Regions from separate parts of the Macaca mulatta genome. Here region 2 is linked to region 1. The links are chromatin contacts, called in public Hi-C maps. All regions are on one chromosome and are shown on one strand. The core of a region is the stretch at or near the end of the contact, and the rest is flanking DNA. Distances in the headings are between cores, read along the strand shown. Region 1 holds the start of TMEM214 (transmembrane protein 214). Region 2 holds the start of DPYSL5 (dihydropyrimidinase like 5).

Region 1 (2,986 bases), core at 175-2,674:
AGTTGTATATGAAATAGCACATTTCTTTAATTGTGATAAGTCACTTCGATTTTCTCTTCCCTCATTCTCCTCTGCTGGCATGCTTCAAGGTTCTGAAGGCTCCCAAGATACTAACACCCTCCACATGGATGTCTGAGCAGGAACCTGTCTGCAAATGCCTCAAGTCTGGGGCTCTCCATCGCTTCCCTGACACATCTGGAACTTGGGACTGACTCTTGTGGTGGGAGGCAGAGCCTGTTCTTTCCCATTGCCTGGAAGGGGAAACCCGGCCCTAGCTGTCCCAGACCCCCAAACTTTTCTCAGCCTCCATGAGAAGAACTCGGAGGCCAGGAGCAGTGGCTCACTCCTGTAATCCCAGCACTTTGGGAGGCTGAGGAGGGTGGATCACTGAGCCCAGGAGTTTGAGATCAGCCTGGGCAACACAGCAAAACCCTGTCTCTACAAAAAATACCAAAGATTAGCCGGGCGTGGTGGTGGGTCAGGTGATCCGTGGCGGTGGATCAACCGAGCCCTGGAAGTCGAGGCTGCGGTGAGTTGTGATCGTGCCACTGAACTCCAGCCTGGGTGACAAAGCAAGATCCTGTCTCAAAAAATAAAAATAAAAATAAAAGAAGTATTCTCCATTCTCCACTTCCTACCCCAGCTCCCCAACACTCTGCCCTTTCCTCAAGCCTCCATCCTCTTCCTTGTTCTTTGGCAATAGATTTGTATAGCCCATTAAACCCGAAGTTTAATCACTAGCAGCAGTAAAGCCAGCACTTTCCTAGAAGAAAGGAAGCATTCAATCTTCAAACTCTCCCCAGAGATGAGGAGCACTACTTCCATCCCATCCTTCCAGCTGTACCAGAAAGGAAAGAAAAGCAGTGGCTGGGCGCCGCAGCTCACGCCTGTAATCCCAGGACTTTGGGAGGCCGAGGCGGGTGGATCACTTTAGGTCAGGAGTTCGAGACCAGCCTAGCCACCATGGCGAAACCCCGTCTCTACCAAAAATACAAAAATTAGCTGGGCGTGGCGGCGGGAGCCTGTAGTCCCAGCTACTCGGGAGGCTGAGGCACGAGAGTCGCTTAAACCTGGGAGGCGGAGGTTACAGTGAGCTGGGGTCGCGCTACTGCATTCCAGCCTGGGCATTCCAGCCTGGGCGACAGAGCGAGACCCTGTCAATCAATCGATCAATCAATTGATCAATAAAGGAAACAAAAACAGAAACAGTTCTACCAAGTCTCTCGATGCCGTGGCGTTCACATCGGCGCTCAGTGAACGTTCTCAGAAGGGAATCTCCTCTCCTTCCGGCCTCTTCGCCTGGACGGGGACCGCAGGCTGCCACGGGAGCCTCTTCCAGTCGCTCCTCGCCCGAAAGAGCCCGGCCCAGGAGAGGGACTACAAGTCCCAGGCTGCCTTGCGGCGGGCGCTGGGCGCCGGGCGCGCGGTCCTGCGAGGAGACGTGGCAGAGTGCGGCGCGCCAGCGCCGGGCCGGAAAGCAGGGGAAGTGGCCGAGGCGGGAGGGCTCCGAGCCATGGCGGCCAAGACGGCGGGCGTGGGGCGCTGGGAGGTGGTGAAGAAGGGCCGGCGGCCTGGGGCCGGCGCTGGCGGCCGAGGCGGCGGCGGGAACCGCCGGGCGCTCGGGGAAGCAAATGGAGTGTGGAAATACGACCTGACCCGTGAGTACCCACCCTGCCTGGCGCGTACCCAGGGCCTGTCCGGCAGGGTCGCAGCGAGCCGCTCCCAGAACCTGGGCGCGAGCTCGCAGGCACATCCCGGAGCGCCACCCTTGCTTTGTCTTTTTGGAGCCTTACGGGAGGCGGACAGCTCCAGGGGAGGTTGCGGTCCTTACCTCCCAGATGAGTAAACTGAGGCCCAGTGAAGTTGGACACCCTGGCCAGGGTCATGTGTCAGAGGGGCCAGGATTCCGGTCCTCAGACTCTCAGTTCACTGCACACACTCTCCCAGCTGCCCAGGAACCTAGCCGGCCTCCCTGGGCAGGTGTCTGAGCTGGGAAGAGGCACTCTGGATCATTATACACAGTGCCCCCTCTTTAAGTAACCAGTCATGGAGGAAGGGACAGGAGGCCAAGCAGTGGGAGAAATGAGTGCCACACACTCAACACTCACCAGGAATTATAAGTGACACCTGGTTCTTCCACTGAGGAGTGGAGAAAGATTGCCACTTGTTGATTATAGAGTTGTCATGTCGGAACCAAGAGGCGTTAGGGTAGGACCAAGATGGAAAAAGCCTGCCTTTCCAGACTAGTAGCCACTCACCGAATAAGGCAGACCTCTATATCCAGCCTCTCTGCTTGTTCCTACATACTCTGATTTGTCTAATAAAGAACTGCCCCATCTTTATGAAAGAGCCCATAGACTCAAGAGCTGTAACGAAAGAAACTACCAGGAGAACACCCTGCCCTGCTCTTTAAGCAGCCCAAGAGGAAGGGGCTTTGAGACAGGCTCTTCCCTGGAGATTAATTAGGTGGCAGTGTGGGGAAAGGGACCACTGATAGGTGAGGCCTTGGGGACTCAAGGGTGGCCTGCCTTTCTCTACCTATCTTCACCTCAGCTCCAATCCAGACCACAAGCACCCTTTATGAGCGGGGCTTTGAGAATATCATGAAGCGGCAGAATAAGGAGCAGGTCCCACCCCCTGCTGTGGAGCCTAAGAAACCAGGGAACAAGAAGCAGCCAAAGAAGGTGGCAACTCTTCCCAACCAAAACCAGAAGCAGGGCCGCTTCCGCAGCCTGGAGGAAGCACTGAAAGCTGTGAGTGTGCCTAGACATGACACGCAGAAAGAATGGGGGCTTGAGATGTAGAGAAGATGAGAGGAGGAGGCGGATGGACAGCTGAGATCCTATGAAATTGGAGGAACACTTAAGGGTTGAGAGCAGGAGTTCAGGAGAAGATGGAAACCCCAGGGGAACAGAATGCCTGCAGCTAGAATAGAAAGGAAATGGAAAATTTATAGGGAAACATGGATTGGTAAGAGGAAAGCCTT
Region 2 (2,986 bases), core at 278-2,777, 190 kb before region 1:
ACGCCCGGTCCATTTTGCCTACATCCCTGTTCGGGCAAATCCCTGGAGAATTCACAGGGCAGTGCCCCAAGCTGGAGCAGTTTTCACAGCCACATCCCGGGCTGCGCTGGATTGAGGATGCTTTGAGGTTCCCCTGGGGGCTCCCTGCTCTCTGCTCACCAAGCAGAGGGGAGTTGGGAAGGGGAGAAGTGCAGACTCAGTAGTGGGTAATCCAGAAATGCATCCCTCGAAGGCCAGCCTGGCCTGGTCCAGGCCCTAAGCTCTCCGGGGAAGGACAGCAGGGAACCCCGCCTTGGCGGGCTCTGCGGGTCCTGCGCCCGGGTAGATTTTGCTGAGATGGGGAGAGGGGACCCCCTCCACGCCCCCGGAGTAGTGAACACCATTTTGTTTGAAAGTATCCTGCAAAGAGAACCCCTTCACGAGGCCATGGCTGCCAGGGGACTCCTCATCCCCACCGGATACTGGGGGAGCCCGGAGAGGGAGGGATTCTGCAGCTGCAACTTGGGGGTCCTCGATGCTGCATTTTAACACGCATCGCAACGCCTTTGGAGTGACATTAAGTGCAAAGAGGCCAATGACTAATCCACACTATTATTATAACTGCAGAAAATAACACAGATCAATGGCAAAGGCTTGAACCGGGATTAGCTAGGAAGGTGGGACAAACCGGGGATGATCCTTCCTCTTCTTTTTTAGATTTGTTGATTTTGGTAAATCATGTATGTATTTAAACATGAAGAAACAGGTGAAGCGAATGTAAATTGGGTTATGAATAATTTCCAAAGGCTTCGCTGTCCCTTGACAGAAGCCAGAAATAAGACAGGCACCAGGCCTGAGCGCTCTGGACAGGGAAGCCCCCGCGTGGCCCTGGGCAAAATCTTCTCGGTGGAGAGAATGCACTCCGGGTTCGAGACCTCACAGGGTGCAGATGCGAACTGCGGTGGCCCCAAGTGGCCATCACTTTGATCATGAGAACAGTTTTCCTATAACGCCCACCCCGCCCTTTGCATCCTGCAATCCCGCGGGCGTCAGAGCGGGTCTTGGCGCGAACCAGGCGGCCTCGGCGGGGTCCCAACGCGGAGGGCAGCCCGGCCGCAGCCCGGGAGAGGCGGTCGCGGCATTGTTTCAGCCCCTGGGGTGGGATCCAGCTGGGGGAGGGGAGGCGGGGTGTCCTCTGGAGCCGCCCCCCGGCCCTCCCCGGAGACCCATGCCTCGGCGCGTCCAGGCTTTGTGATGTCCTGAGTCTCCATGGAAACCCGAGGGAACACGGAGCCGGGTGCTAGGGGGGTCGGTGAGTTCTCCGGCCGCGCCCTCCGTCCGCTAACGGACCCCGGCCCTGCAGCAGGGCCTGCCGGGAGTTGTAGTCTCTAGGCGGCGGCCGCGCGCGGCGCCGAGGATGCGGGGCGCCGCCTGTCCCCGCCTCCCCTTAACCTGCTAGCGGAGGTGGGGAGCGGCGGAGGAGCCGGCCGCGCGGTGATTGGCGGAGGCCGCTCCCAGCCCCCACACGCGCCCCTCCCCCGCTCCCCACTCTGGACTCCCGCGCTGGGCGCGCTGAGGCGGCCCCCGAGCGAGCGCGCGTGCAGCCGCCGCCGCCCCGAGCACCCGCAGCTCCGGCGCCGCGGCGAGACGGAGACGGACCGAGCCACGGGCCCCCGCGGCCGCAGCATCCCGGAGGAGTGGGTGATGGCAGGGGGGTCGGTGGGTTTATCCGCCTCGGGCTAGGACATCCTCCTCTCCCCCTTCTGTTTCTGCGTGAGGTGCACAAAAGGGCGGGGAGCCGGGTGCGCCTGGGGCCCGGCCGCAGGGGACGCGGCGGGAGGTGTGGTTTGGGGTTGGGAGGTGGCCATCAGGGTTAAGCCAGGGCGCTCTTGGGGTCCTCTTTGTACGCCAACGAAGCGCCGTGCCGGGCCCTGCTCACAGTAAGCGTTTAATGTGTGCTCGCGGGGTTGCAAAGCCCTGGGGTGAGGAGGCGCCTCGGCCGAGGGGTTTCGCGCCTAGCACGCAGTGGGCCGCTCCCCTCGCCAGGCGCTGTGCAGTGGACCGCTGGAGGGCTGGGCGGGGGTGCCTCTGGCCGGGGGCCAGTCCTGCCGGTCCCAGGATCTGCGCTGTCCCCGGTCCCACACACCACCCAGATACACACCCTCCGTCCTTCTCGCCTCCGAGTTGGGATCTGCCCAGCCTGGACCCGACCCGGCAGTCTGTTCCACCCGCCTGGCTAACGGAGCGGACGCCTGCAGAGGACTCGCCTGCCGCCTCCGAGCCTCCTGCCTGAGCCACAAAGGCCTCCTGCGGCTGCCCAGCCCAGAGCGGGCGCCGAGCTGGGTCCCTCGGCTGGAGCCCAGCGCGGGAGCCCGCCTTGCAGCATCGATCTCAGCGGGCACCGACGTCGACGCCCCGGGCCTGGGGACGGGGCTGGAGTCTGAGCTGGAGAGAAGCCGGGAGAGGGCGAGGGGAGGCCTGGGTTGAGAAAAGATGGGGATGGGGAAGGCTGGGGAGCTGGCTTGGAACAGGTAGTGGGTCTCGGGGAGCAGGGAGTGGGAACTAGGGTTTGAGGAGGAAAGAGAAGGGGCGGGGGCGGGGGCTGGTCCGAAGAGCGAAGGAAGGAGCTCGGTGCAGGTGGCGCCCGGCGAGGCTGGATCTGCTGAAGAATGGGGAGGGGAGGAGGGATGCAGGCGGGTGGAGACCGCCTGGGTTTGAGGAGGGAGGACGAGAGCGAGGAGACCCGCGCTGTGCGAGGGAGGGGGGCCTCCTGGGAAGGGGAGCCTCCCGAGGAGGGAGGGGCAAGCAGCTGAGAGGCGGTCTCAGGCCAAACGATCCTCAGCTGCAGGCGCGGGGCCCGGCGGCCCAGGTGGCCGGCTGGGCGTGGCCCTCGGACCGGGGCTAGGGACCCAGGATGGCAGATCCGGGACGGGGCTGGGCTGGCTTGGTGAGGAGCTTTGTCTTTAGGCTTGAAACCAGCCGGTAGCGACTCGCTTAGGGTTCTGTG

The links. Hi-C and Micro-C count contacts between places; a contact is called where the count stands out from the background.
Region 2: a Hi-C map of fetal cortex germinal zone shows a contact between it and region 1, with 3 times the contacts expected there. The contact joins the promoter of DPYSL5 here to the promoter of TMEM214 in region 1. A contact is called at or near these places in 2 of 14 Hi-C or Micro-C datasets (fetal cortex germinal zone and fibroblasts).

What each region holds. Positions count from the first base shown.
Region 1 is chr13:97,966,278-97,969,263 of T2T-MMU8v2.0, reverse strand. TMEM214 (transmembrane protein 214) reads left to right here and starts at 1,424. Exons shown (of 16, transcript XM_077959939.1): 1 at 1,424-1,658; 2 at 2,554-2,753. The coding sequence starts at 1,514.
Region 2 is chr13:98,158,688-98,161,673 of T2T-MMU8v2.0, reverse strand. DPYSL5 (dihydropyrimidinase like 5) reads left to right here and starts at 1,527. Exons shown (of 13, transcript XM_077959946.1): 1 at 1,527-1,781.